Linked DNA regions of Mus musculus: region 1 is linked to region 2. The links are chromatin contacts, called in public promoter capture Hi-C maps. All regions are on one chromosome and are shown on one strand. The core of a region is the stretch at or near the end of the contact, and the rest is flanking DNA. Distances in the headings are between cores, read along the strand shown. Region 1 holds the start of Obsl1 (obscurin-like 1). Region 2 holds the start of Tuba4a (tubulin, alpha 4A).

The links. Capture Hi-C pulls out chosen DNA fragments and counts their contacts.
Region 1: a promoter capture Hi-C map of pancreatic islet shows a contact between it and region 2. The contact joins the promoter of Obsl1 here to the promoter of Tuba4a in region 2. A contact is called at or near these places in 2 of 39 promoter capture datasets (cranial neural crest and neural stem cells) and 3 of 9 other capture datasets (adipose tissue, liver and pancreatic islet).

Annotation. Positions count from the first base shown.
Region 1 is chr1:75,504,864-75,510,618 of GRCm38.p6, reverse strand. Obsl1 (obscurin-like 1) reads left to right here and starts at 4,167. Exons shown (of 20, transcript NM_178884.5): 1 at 4,167-5,406. The coding sequence starts at 4,395. Inha (inhibin alpha) reads right to left here and starts at 3,542. Exons shown (of 2, transcript NM_010564.5): 1 at 3,101-3,542; 2 at 253-1,285. The coding sequence starts at 3,371. The coding sequence ends at 456.
Region 2 is chr1:75,214,606-75,220,904 of GRCm38.p6, reverse strand. It overlaps Tuba4a (tubulin, alpha 4A), which reads left to right and starts at 1,611. Exons shown (of 4, transcript NM_009447.4): 1 at 1,611-1,712; 2 at 3,471-3,693; 3 at 3,930-4,078; 4 at 4,312-5,933. The coding sequence starts at 1,710. The coding sequence ends at 5,283. A630095N17Rik (RIKEN cDNA A630095N17 gene) reads left to right here. Exons shown (of 3, transcript NM_001243090.1): 3 at 332-810. The coding sequence ends at 445. Stk16 (serine/threonine kinase 16) reads right to left here. Exons shown (of 8, transcript NM_011494.5): 8 at 5,299-6,299.

The DNA of each region.
Region 1 (5,755 bases), core at 2,918-5,417, 290 kb before region 2:
TTCTTTTAGGTGTGGCAAGACAGACAGACTGTGTGACATATCAGGTTTAGCTTGTAAGGGGACAATGTGTCCCTAGAGTGGGTGTCCAAAGCTCTGGGACACTTGGCAGCTTCCCAACTAATTCACATCTAATTTTACCTCTTAGACTGTCGATCTCTAAAGCCAAAAGCAGTTAACTCAAAATCCCACAACGCAATTCTCTCTGACCCCAGACCTCCCCAACCCCATTGTCAAAGACGTGAGGGGAACACATACAAAGGCACACACACTTCCTTTTTTATTGTTATCCACAGGACCTGGGTGGAGCAGGATATGGATCCCTCATACTGAAAGATGTAGGGAAAAGGAAGTGGAAACTGTCTACTTTCCACACTCTGTCCTCCTCCTAGCTGAGGACCCTGGGGTGGTGAATTGACTGTGGCCATCGGCTATGGGAGGAGGAGGCGGAGGTGCTTTTAGATACAAGCACAGTGTTGAGTAATAAGGTTGGGTACCATCTCATACTTGAAAGAGTAACCTCCATCTGAGGTGGTTCGGACGCGTAGGGACCTCATGCTCCCCGGAAGAGCAGCACAGCAGGGCTTGGCCCCTGGCACCAAAAACAGGGGCTGAACCGGGGTAGGGGGCACCCCAGGGACTGGCAGGGGCAGGTCAGATGTGGGCATCCCGCAGCTACCATGGCAGTAGTGGAAGATGAAACTGGGAGGGTGTACGATCCAGCGGTCCCAGCCCAGCTCTTGGAAGGAGATATTGAGAGCAGCTCGATGGCAGAAGGCATGCGCAGCGGGTTCCTCGGGAGGCCTCTGCAGCAAGCGCAAAGCCGCAGGAGACCAAGGCCAAGGCACGGAGGGAGTTGAACGCCGGGCCCTCTCCCCCGCACTGGGTGCTCGAGCCCTAGTGTGGGCTACCAGGAAAGGAGTGGTCTCAGGCCGGCCCGAGCAGGAACAGAGTGGGCATCGCAGCAGCAACACCAGGATGGGGTGGGTCAGCAGAGGGAAAGCAGACGCCGCCAGGTGCAGTACAGCCCAGCGTGGCGGGCCCTGTCCCAAGGACACAGGCACAGCCATGGGCCCCCCAGATGATAGCACCAGAAGATCTAGCAGGGGCGCAGAGCTATTGGCGGCTGCTGTGCTCTTCCTGCCTAGGCCTGTGTGGAACCACAGCTGGGCTGAAGTCACCTGGTGGCTGCGTATGTGTTGGGATGGCCGGAATACATAAGTGAAGAGGCCTTCCTCAGCCTCCTGGGCAAGCCCTCTGGCAGCTGGCTGGTCCTCACAGGTGGCACCTGCAGGGGACAGGCAGAAAAAGGAAAGAGAGGGTAGCCTTGATTTTGCTGACTATATGTCAAAAATCGAGTGTCACTTAGACTTAGACACCCCCCCCTGGAGTCTTGGGAAAACTAACAGAGGCTCCCCAATTTTCTATTCATCATCAAAACACCACATTGGTAAATTTTCTCCCAAGGGGTTTTACCAGTTAATATAAAGGGCAATGGGTAAGAGTCCATTTCACTGTCTACTTCATCCTCAGGTCTATTCATGAAGCTTATTGTGCCCTCCCCAGCCTTGAGCAGGCTGGCTGGCTCAGACCTTCTTTGCCACAGTTGCTAGTTCACCTAGGGTGAAGTCTTCCTACCTAGGTAAAGTTTTGTCTGCCACATCTGTGCACATCTGCAGCTTCCTGCAAGAAGCTACCTGCTGAGCAGCCGAGCTTGTCTTCCTGATGAGAAAGTGGGATCCTGGCACAGTGGGGGATGGATTCCCCCCTCCCTTTAAAGATCAGACATTAGGATATTAAAGTTGAGCCTTGATCAGAGGACTTTATCTTGGCTCATTATTTCTCGCCCCTTCCTCGCCATCCATCCCCAGCTTTCCTTTCAGGAAGCCAGGAACCCGTGGCTGCTGGCGGCTGCAGCTTATGGTAGTGTACATCAGATACCATGGAGTGATTCTCACACCTTGGGTGCATGGGTGTGTTTTGTTGCTTTTGCTCCATCTCAGCATGTCAGAAACTTTAAATGATAAATTTCTTTTTAAAATTATTTTCTTCATTTACATTTCAAATGCTATCCCCAAAGCCCCCTATACTCTCCCCTCGCCCTGAAAAGATAAATTTCTTAAAGGCACCGTGTTTTTGAAAGACAGCTTACAGGGTAGGGAGACAGCTCAGTTGAAGTACTTGTTGTGTCTGCATTAGGACCAGAGTTCAATCCCAGGACCGACATAAAGAACTGGATGCGATCTCACAGGACCGAGGAGACAGACACCCGTCAGGCTAACTAATTAGTGAGGTCCTGGTTCAGTGAGAGACTGACTCAAAAACAATGGTGGAGAGTGACTAAGGAAGATGTTCAGGGTCAACCTCTGACCTCCCCGCATTTCCAGGCATATGCATAAACTAACGAAGACAGAGGAGGAGGAAAAGAGAAAGAATGGAAGGGAAAGGAGAAGAGAGCAGAGGTCAGCCCTTCCCAGGGAAGTGTAGCTGCCATTTCTGGTCCAGTGGACACAGACTATGGGAAATATTATGGGCCAGCTGTAGTCAAGACTGCAATTGGGGCCGTACTAGAACACAGTCCCTCGCGTTACAAATTCTAACAACTGATCCATTCTCAAGACAAGACACTGAGGCGGCTGACAGTCAGCTAGTAAGTGGCAAGACTGGGATTCCACTTGATATGAAATCCATACTTTCGGTACTACTACTACGCTGCCTGGAGATGAAGGCAGGGAAGCGAGGAGACCTCAGAGTGAGCCAGATGGGGCTTGGGGAGAGTAGGGGGCACAAAACGCAGGACAGACCACAGGCAGCAACAGAAGCTGTCTCTACAGAGCCTTAGCTTCCCCTTTTGTATTCCAGGCATGCTAGGCTCACTGGATCAGTCCCGCTTGAGAAGTAGAGGCTACCACCTATCTGATGTTGAGGTAGAGGCTACCACCTGTTTGATGTCGATCAGAGGGGCTTAGGAACTGGCCCCTTGCCGCAAAGCCAGCTGAGTTGTGGGGCTGCCATTCATACCCAGAGCTGCCTGATTCCCAAGCCCATGAAGTAGGTACCGGCTACTCTTCAAAGTTGACCTGCCAATCCCCAACTTCATTACCTGTAGCTGGGAAAAGGATAGCCTGGGAGACATCTTCCTCCTCTGGTTCAGAGGTCCTGTGCATGAAACCCCCAACGGCATGTCTTCGAGGCAGACGCCTTATTCCAGGATCCCCACCTTCCCCATCCATTGCTGGGGGCCCCAAGGCATCTAGGAATAGAGCCTTCACCTTGGCCAGGACGAGCTCCCGGACAAGTTCGGGTCCCTGGCAGCTGTCCACATCCCGTAGGGTCAACAGCAAAAGGAGCAGCAGAGACCGCTGGCTCACCATAGTTCACTTGCCCTGATGACAGGGAACCCACACGCTGCCCTGTGCCCTTTCTGTCTAGGACCTCCCCACTGTCCCCTCCCCATCCCACTGCTGGCCTTCTTCTACCCTTCTCACCCCAGTCTCCCCCAGTCCTTCCCACGCCCCACAGTCCCAGTCGCCCCTGCCCATGGCATTGAGACCTCCTATCTCTGACGCAGATGTCTGTGGCCCTGAGCCTTATCTCCCACTCCCGCCAAGAATGTGGGGGAAGGGGCTGTGATGGGTATTCACCCCAAGTGACCTGACCCATTCAGGCAAGCATACAACCCACTCCTCAAATACACACACACACACACACACACACACACACACACACACACACACACACACATAGAATCTACATCAGGTACCACAGGTGCCTGGGTGCTTAAGGTTGACCAGTCATCAAATCATTTGTCAGAAGGACAGAATGCACCACCCCCCTCAGACTTTCTGGCGCTCTTTTCAATCCTAGCAGCTGCTAGGCCAACGTGGGAGGGTAGACCTAGGGTTGAGGCTCTGGGCCGAGGGCAGGTGGTCCCGCCTGCTCTATACTTAGCCTGGAGGAGCCAGTCTGAGCTCTTGTCCTCCAGCTGTGTCATCAGAGAATATTTTTGGGATTGGCAGCTGCAGGCGACAAAGTCACTCAAGCCCAAGCCAGGCCCGCAGTTGGAGACCTGGAGGCCGGAGGTGGGAGGGAGGGAGGAGAAAGAGGCCCAGGCTGTGGGAGGGGGCTGGAAAGAGAGACTCCCAAGAGCAGGAAGCCCGGCCGCGGGCAGTCTAGGCTGTAGGGCCCCTCGCTGAGCAGGCAAACAGGAAGGACAGCCCCCTGAGCTCTGGGCTCCCGGCCCGGGAATTGCCGCGTAGCAGGGCTGCGGCCAGGGTCCAGGGTAAAGAGGCGAGCGGTCACAGGAGTCCCACCGGTCCCGGCGCCCGCTCCGCCACGCCCTGGTCTCGGCTCCCGGCCTTCCCGCGCGCCCAGGCGAGCCATCTGCAGCGGCCGCAATGAAGGCCGGATCAGGGGATCAGGGGAGCCCCCCGTGTTTCCTACGCTTCCCGCGGCCCGTGCGGGTGGTAAGTGGAGCGGAGGCCGAGCTCAAATGCGTGGTCCTGGGAGAGCCGCCGCCCACTGTCGTGTGGGAGAAAGGCGGGCAGCAGCTGGTGGCCTCCGAGCGCCTAAGCTTTCCGGAGGACGGCGCCGAGCACGGCCTGCTGCTGAGCGGCGCGCTGCCCACCGACGCCGGGGTCTACGTGTGCCGCGCCCGCAACGCGGCCGGAGAGGCCTACGCGGCGGCCGCCGTCACCGTGCTGGAACCCCCGGCCCCCGAGCCGGAGCCCGAGTCCTCCGAGTGTCCGCTGCCAACACCGGGCACCGGGGAGGGCGCCCCGAAGTTCCTGACGGGGCCCCAGTCCCAGTGGGTGCTGCGAGGGGAGGAGGTGGTGCTGACGTGCCAGGTGGGAGGCCTTCCGGAGCCCAAGCTGTACTGGGAGAAGGATGGGATGGCCTTGGACGAAGTATGGGACAGCAGCCACTTCAAGCTGGAGCCCGGCCGCGGCGCGAGTGACGAGGGCGCGAGCCTGACGTTGCGCATCCTGGCGGCACGGCTGCCCGATTCCGGGGTGTACGTGTGTCACGCCCGCAACGCGCACGGCCACGCGCAGGCGGGCGCGCTGCTCCAGGTGCACCAGCCCCGCGAGAGCCCGCCCCAGGATCCCGATGAGAACCCCAAACCCGTGTTGGAGCCGCTCAAAGGCGCGCCCAAGACCTTCTGGGTGAACGAGGGCAAGCACGCCAAATTCCGCTGCTACGTGATGGGCAAACCTGAGCCCGAGATCGAATGGCACTTGGAGGGCCGCCCTCTGCTCCCCGATCGCCGCCGCCTCATGTACCGCGACCGCGACGGCGGCTTTGTACTTAAGGTGCTCTACTGCCAGGCCAAGGACCGTGGGCTCTACGTGTGCGCGGCGCGCAACTCGGCGGGCCAGACCCTAAGCGCGGTCCAGCTGCACGTGAAAGGTAGAGCACCGTGCTTCCAGTGCCCCCAGAGGTCCTTCTTGCTCATGTCCACCCCCATGTCCGGAGGAATATTGAATTCCAGTACACTGATGAATTTCTTAGCCAGCTACCCAGGTGGTAAAAACCACTAAGCCAAGGAATAGACTGTGTAAATCTTAACAATCCTAGAACATTCTTATCCTTTATTCTTTCTTTTAGGCCTTCTTTCCCAACTGGATTCCCATTGGTAGCAATATCTGTAAAATAATAGGAGCATGTTGTGGGAGTAAATAACTAGGGCTAAATTTATAATATGCTAATCGGTGAGAAAAAGGGGGCTGCTGTATTGAAAACACACATTTGGAGTGGA
Region 2 (6,299 bases), core at 362-2,861:
AAGTGTGAGTGGAAGCTGTGGGGGCTCAGGTGGCTCCTTATACATTGCTCTGCTAGCCTTGTACACAATCCTGTGCCTGTCTGACCTCAAGACTGAAGTGGTTACCTCAGTTTTACAAAGAACGGAATCTGAAGGCCAAACAGGTTTAGAGTTTTGCCTAATTGTTCAGATCTTTTTCTATCCCTTGTGCCGTGTGGGTTCATAGGAAACGAGAAGATCTTCAGAGTGGCCACTGTGTCCTGTGATCATCAAGACTCATTCCTTTGCACAGACCATGACCCATGATTGCAAGCGGCTTAACCAAATGTCCGTGTCCATTTTCTTTTTACAGAGGAGACCCTCTCCCAACCATGGTGCTAGGGATCAAACCCAGAACTTCACAAATGATGACAGCATGCTACCAACCGAACTACACACTCAGCCTCTCCCAACGAAATTCTCCTAACCAGATGTCAAGGACTAGAAAGAGATCTTGTGAAATGTATTGTATTCTTTTCTATGACTTCTCTTAAGTCAAATGCCACTAGCTACTTTGTTGATAGAACGTCTGCCATTGCTGTATATATTTCGGCCTTGTGTTATGCTGACAAACAGCTCTGTCCCTAAGAAGAGAATGGAAGCCCATGCTGGTGAAATCTTTTTCAAGTGATGACTACCTTAGGAGTCAGAATTTTTATGGCCATGAAAACCAGCACCTGGGCTCCTCCTGAGGGATTTTTTTTCCGGTGGGGGTGATGTATGTCTGAGAAAGCAGAAATAGTTTTTAGAAAGGCCTGTCCTAGTACGAAATGGAAATAAAACGTAGAAAGGAGGTATCTCTTCGACTGTACAAGCCAAGAACTCAGTGACACTAAGTCACTTGCCCAAGGTTGCATAAGGCCGACCGGATGCTGTTCCAGAGGCTCCAGGTTCTGTGCTCCACCGCAGCAGGTAGGTGGTCGAGGCGGGGAGCTAACTAATAGTGACGGCGCTAATGACGGAGCCTCTGACCAGCGAGTGGCCTGGCCGGTGAAAGGTGGCAGATTCTCGCGTCGGCCCTCACAGATTGGCTGCGCCGCTCGGCTTTGAGGGATAGTCTACCGGATCGGCACCCTGGGGCTCAGGCTCTGTAGTTCTAGGTCCTCGGCCTCCTACAGGTGTGGGCGAAAGCCTACCAACTCGGCCGGGGACCAGCAGGCGGCGGTCTGCTGTAAGGGGGTCTCGGGCGACCAGTCCCAGCTGCCCAACCCGCCCGAGCCCGGGAGGCGACGCTGGGAGGACAGCGGAGAAGGCCGGGGACAGCCGCTTTTGAAGGATTGCTTGAGCTTCATCCGCCCTAAATCGGAATACCTGCACCATGAGCGTCTACATGACGCGGGTGCATTCGAGACACGCTCCGCCACCGCACCCTGCGTCTCTGCTTCGGACCTTCGGAATCCGGGACATCGGCTCAAAACTAGGAACGAATATGGGCCGCTGCTTCTAAGCCAAACCCGACAGGTGAGAGAATCCGGAGCGGCAAGGGGAGGGGATACGCCTAGGTTTCACTCCCCTGGTGGCCACCTATCCTGACGGGGATGTAGTCTTTAAACCACCCCGCCCCATGGTGGGCGGGCTGAGCGCGCAGGTCCCGCCTCCTGCCTATAAGAGCGGTGCGGCACTGCAGCTCCGCAGATCTCACCGAGACCCGTGACCCCGACTCTACGTGAGACGTACAGCCCAAACTCATCATGGTGAGTGAGGCCCCGCCAGGATCTCTCCGGTCCTATAAACAAATGTCCCGCTTCTCTGGGGGAACCTTCCACTAGAGATCTGAAGACCCTTTCCTTAGCATTCCGAGTTTCCAGGAGATGTAAGAGTTTTGCACTTCCCCCACCTCTCCCGGTGACTTTGACCTAGTGTGTTGTCCACCTTCAGAAGCTGGGGACTGAGGGAGGGTGTTTCACTAGCAGAGAGGAGCCCTTCTGTAGTGTCCTCCTGCCCTACCAAGCGTCTGTGTTCCAACCCTCCTGAGGGGAGTCACGAGGTTCCGTACCCAGTGCTCTCCTCCGGCAGCAGAAGACCTGCTCAGCTGCCCCCGCCACCCATACCCCCTGAGTGAGTCCCTGGAACTGACCGAACACGTGCCTGGCGCCGGTTGGTTTAAGGGGTTACTTGGTACCGCACCCCGTCTTCCTCCGTGTGCCTTCTTCCCATCTACACCCCCCACATGACTCAGCACCCCCTCCTGAGCCAGGAGGGGTGGCGGGAATGGGGTTCGGTCTCGGGAGGCCAGCGGGCCCCTCCTACCCGAGTGCGGGTGCTCGCGGGTGCTCGGAGAACAGGCAGAGACAGCTGGCGCTGATCGACAGCCCCGGCCTCGGCCAGGTGGCGGGGGAAGGGAGAGAGGTGTATGAAGGGGTTTGTATTTATAGCCCGGAGCGGGGGCAGAAATCCAACCCGAGCTTTCAACTGGGAAGTAACTGGAAAGACTCCAGTGGGAGAGCAGACGTAGGGCCCAGGTACAGATGGCGTTCCCCTGGCTTGTGCAGCAAGGCGGGTTTCCTCAAGGGCCTCCTAGCAGGTTCCACTTCCTTTTCTGGGTATTTAGAAATTGTCGTGCCCCACCCCGCCCCCACGCGCCATTTGGTTGTGAAAAGGGAGGCGCACAGGTTCTATAGACCTGGGCGTTGCAGGGGTTAAATTATGGACCACCTAGATGTAGCCTTAAGTTGCCAGGGCTCCAGTATGTATACCTGTATTGCCTGCCCCTGCCGTCAGCGTTTACCCGTATTATCGCTGCTATTTCCATGTGGGCTGAGGCGAGGATGGAGGTGGTGAAGCAACGCAGAGTGTGAGGGTGGAGGTGGGGAGAGGAGCCAGATGGGATTGATCCCTCAGGGCCAGATGGAACTTAAAAGTGGAGGTTCTAGCATCCTGAAGGCCAGAATGGTCAGTTGATACCAGATGGAAGGTTGAGACACCTCTTTGCCCACAGGAAAGAAGGGGAGAGGGTTGTGAGAATTTTCAAGGCAAAGATTAACCAGGGAGGAAGCTGCTGGCTATAAACTATAAAACATATTTCTAGACGCTGCACGATCTGGAAGCAACTGGAAAGTCTTCTGTCTCTCGGTGTCTATCCCTCTCTGTGTCTTTCTCTCCCTGCACCCTTATTATAATTGCTGAAGCCCTGCCTGTCAGGTGTGCATGTCCTCTCTGTCCTGTGTATCCTGTGGATGTAACAGGATTATACAGCTCTCACTTGGTAAATTCTCTACTGAGAAGTAGGCTAAGGGGTTGGTCTGCCCTGCTGGCTACCTCCAGTCTGGGGAGCCCTGTGCTGAGGAGACTGGAGAGGCTGCCAGCTGCTTCTGACCACCATGAGTCCCAACCTTACCATACTTTTACCAACTGAGTAATCTCAGCCAATAGGCAAAAGGGTGAGAAAGAACCGAATGAAGTGGGTAGTTGTGGGTAAGGACTTATGCTGTGACCTTCTCTGTATCCCTCAGCGCGAGTGCATTTCAGTCCATGTGGGGCAGGCAGGTGTCCAGATGGGCAATGCCTGCTGGGAGCTCTACTGTCTGGAACATGGGATTCAGCCTGATGGGCAGATGCCCAGCGATAAGACCATTGGTGGAGGGGACGACTCCTTCACCACCTTCTTCTGTGAAACTGGAGCTGGAAAACATGTGCCTCGGGCAGTCTTTGTGGACCTGGAGCCTACTGTAATCGGTGAGCAAGGGGGGGAGGGGTCCCCTTTTGAGGAAAGTGGAGTGTCTCTTGAAGAATGTCTTGGCTGGGTTTTTGTGATCTTTGAAGCCTCTTGGTTTATTTGAAGCTGAAGATGGATGCTGGCAGAAGGATGAGCTAGCTCTTTTATCTATCTGGCTTCAGCTGCCACTCAGTGGGTGGGGAGGGGGAAGGAGCAGAGTCAGGTGGTTTTTGCAATGTGATATATGGTTTTTCAGATGAGATCCGAAATGGCCCATACCGTCAGCTCTTCCACCCAGAGCAGCTTATCACTGGGAAAGAAGATGCAGCCAACAACTATGCCCGTGGTCATTACACCATTGGCAAGGAGATCATCGACCCAGTGCTGGACCGGATCCGCAAGCTGGTGAGACTACATACAGCCTGGCAGGGAGGAGGGAGCTTTGGACTCTGTGCTCAGGAAAAGTATTTTTTTCGGATCCATTTCTAGGATGATCACTAGTTGTGTCTCAGAAATTGATGCTGTTAGGGGATATTCAGACTTTGTCCTAACATCTGAGATACTTTAGACCTTACAAAACTAGAAAATTCCTCAGGCCTTTCCCCTACCTATATTGCTCTTTCTTCCTTGCCTTTCAGTCTGATCAGTGCACAGGACTTCAGGGCTTCCTAGTATTCCACAGCTTTGGAGGGGGCACCGGCTCTGGCTTCACCTCTCTGCTGATGGAGCGGCTTTCTGTTGACTATGGCAAAAAGTCCAAGCTGGAATTCTCCATCTACCCAGCCCCCCAAGTGTCCACGGCTGTAGTGGAGCCCTACAACTCCATCCTGACCACCCATACCACCCTGGAACACTCAGACTGTGCCTTCATGGTGGACAACGAAGCCATTTATGATATCTGCCGCCGTAACCTAGATATTGAGCGTCCAACCTATACCAACCTCAACCGCCTCATCAGCCAAATTGTCTCCTCCATCACAGCTTCCTTGCGCTTTGATGGGGCCCTCAATGTGGACCTGACAGAGTTCCAGACCAACCTGGTGCCCTACCCTCGCATCCACTTCCCCTTGGCTACCTATGCACCAGTCATTTCTGCAGAGAAGGCCTACCATGAGCAGCTGTCAGTGGCAGAGATCACCAATGCCTGTTTTGAGCCTGCCAACCAGATGGTGAAATGTGACCCTCGGCACGGCAAGTACATGGCCTGCTGCCTGCTGTACCGTGGAGATGTGGTGCCCAAAGATGTGAATGCTGCCATAGCTGCCATCAAGACGAAGCGCAGCATCCAGTTTGTGGACTGGTGCCCCACAGGCTTCAAGGTTGGCATCAACTACCAACCACCCACTGTGGTGCCTGGGGGTGACCTGGCCAAGGTGCAGCGTGCTGTGTGCATGCTGAGCAACACAACCGCCATTGCTGAAGCCTGGGCCCGTCTGGACCACAAGTTTGACTTGATGTATGCCAAGAGGGCTTTTGTACACTGGTATGTGGGTGAGGGAATGGAGGAGGGGGAGTTCTCTGAGGCTCGAGAGGATATGGCTGCCCTGGAAAAAGATTATGAGGAAGTAGGCATCGACTCCTATGAGGACGAGGATGAGGGAGAAGAGTAGACCGCTACTTGGAGCCTGTTCACTGTGTTTATTGCAAAATCCTTTCGAAATAAACAGTCTCCTTGCATGGTTTCTTGTCCCCTTTGTAACTGCTTGAGCCTCTGCTTGTCCCCCTTTCTGCTTTGGCTGCTACCTCCCGCTATTGGCCGCTTGTGACCTTTTAATTTTACCTTCACATGGCTGACAGTGAGACTTGCCAAGGGGGCCCCATATTGAGCCCCAGAAAGCAGGAACCCAAGGACTTCAATGTAAGGTCCTAAGGACTCGCAGAATAGGAAAGAAACAAGGACCAAACCCTGGACCTGTCTGTCTAGCTACAAGCTATTGCAAGATACAAGTCTTCACTTTCTGAAATATCTGATAGTCTGTGTTGGATGATTGGACTACTTTATTCTTCTTGCTGCTGCTTCACTCAACAGCTCTAGAAGGCTTGGCCCAGGCGTCATTGAACACTGAGGATTTGGGAATGGGGGCTGGGCGGGCCCAAAGTTCCCGGGCATACAGCCACCTCACAAACTTGGGGGATGGGCAGGAACAAGGGCAATCTAGTTGTTTGTGCCACAGCACCTCTGGCAGCTTTGCATAGCTTGCTGTCTATCTTGCTTTCTGGGGCTGGAGCCATGCTATTAAAAGTCAGGTCGTCTCCCCTCTGTTTGTGCTTTCTTTTGGCTTCAGCCTCTGCTCGGGGTGGAAGCCTCCTGCCTGGACCCTAGGGATAAATTATACTTCACTAATAGGCACCCTAGGACTCATGTTGACGTCAGCATGTAGGGGTGGAATCTCCAGAACAGGAGCACCATCCCTGCCCTTGTCTCCCCTCCCTGGTGACTCAGGGAAGCAGTGCCCTTCCCTGAGGAAAGTTTGAAACCCAACTAAGGCAGGTGCCTGTTTACTCAGCAAATAGGGCAGGAAGTGGCTGCTGGGTACTGCCACAGGCCACCAGCCTCATCAATTATTAACCATGTGTGAGCTAGAATAGTCAGGGAAACTGGAAAAAAATGGCTGCCAGCTCCACT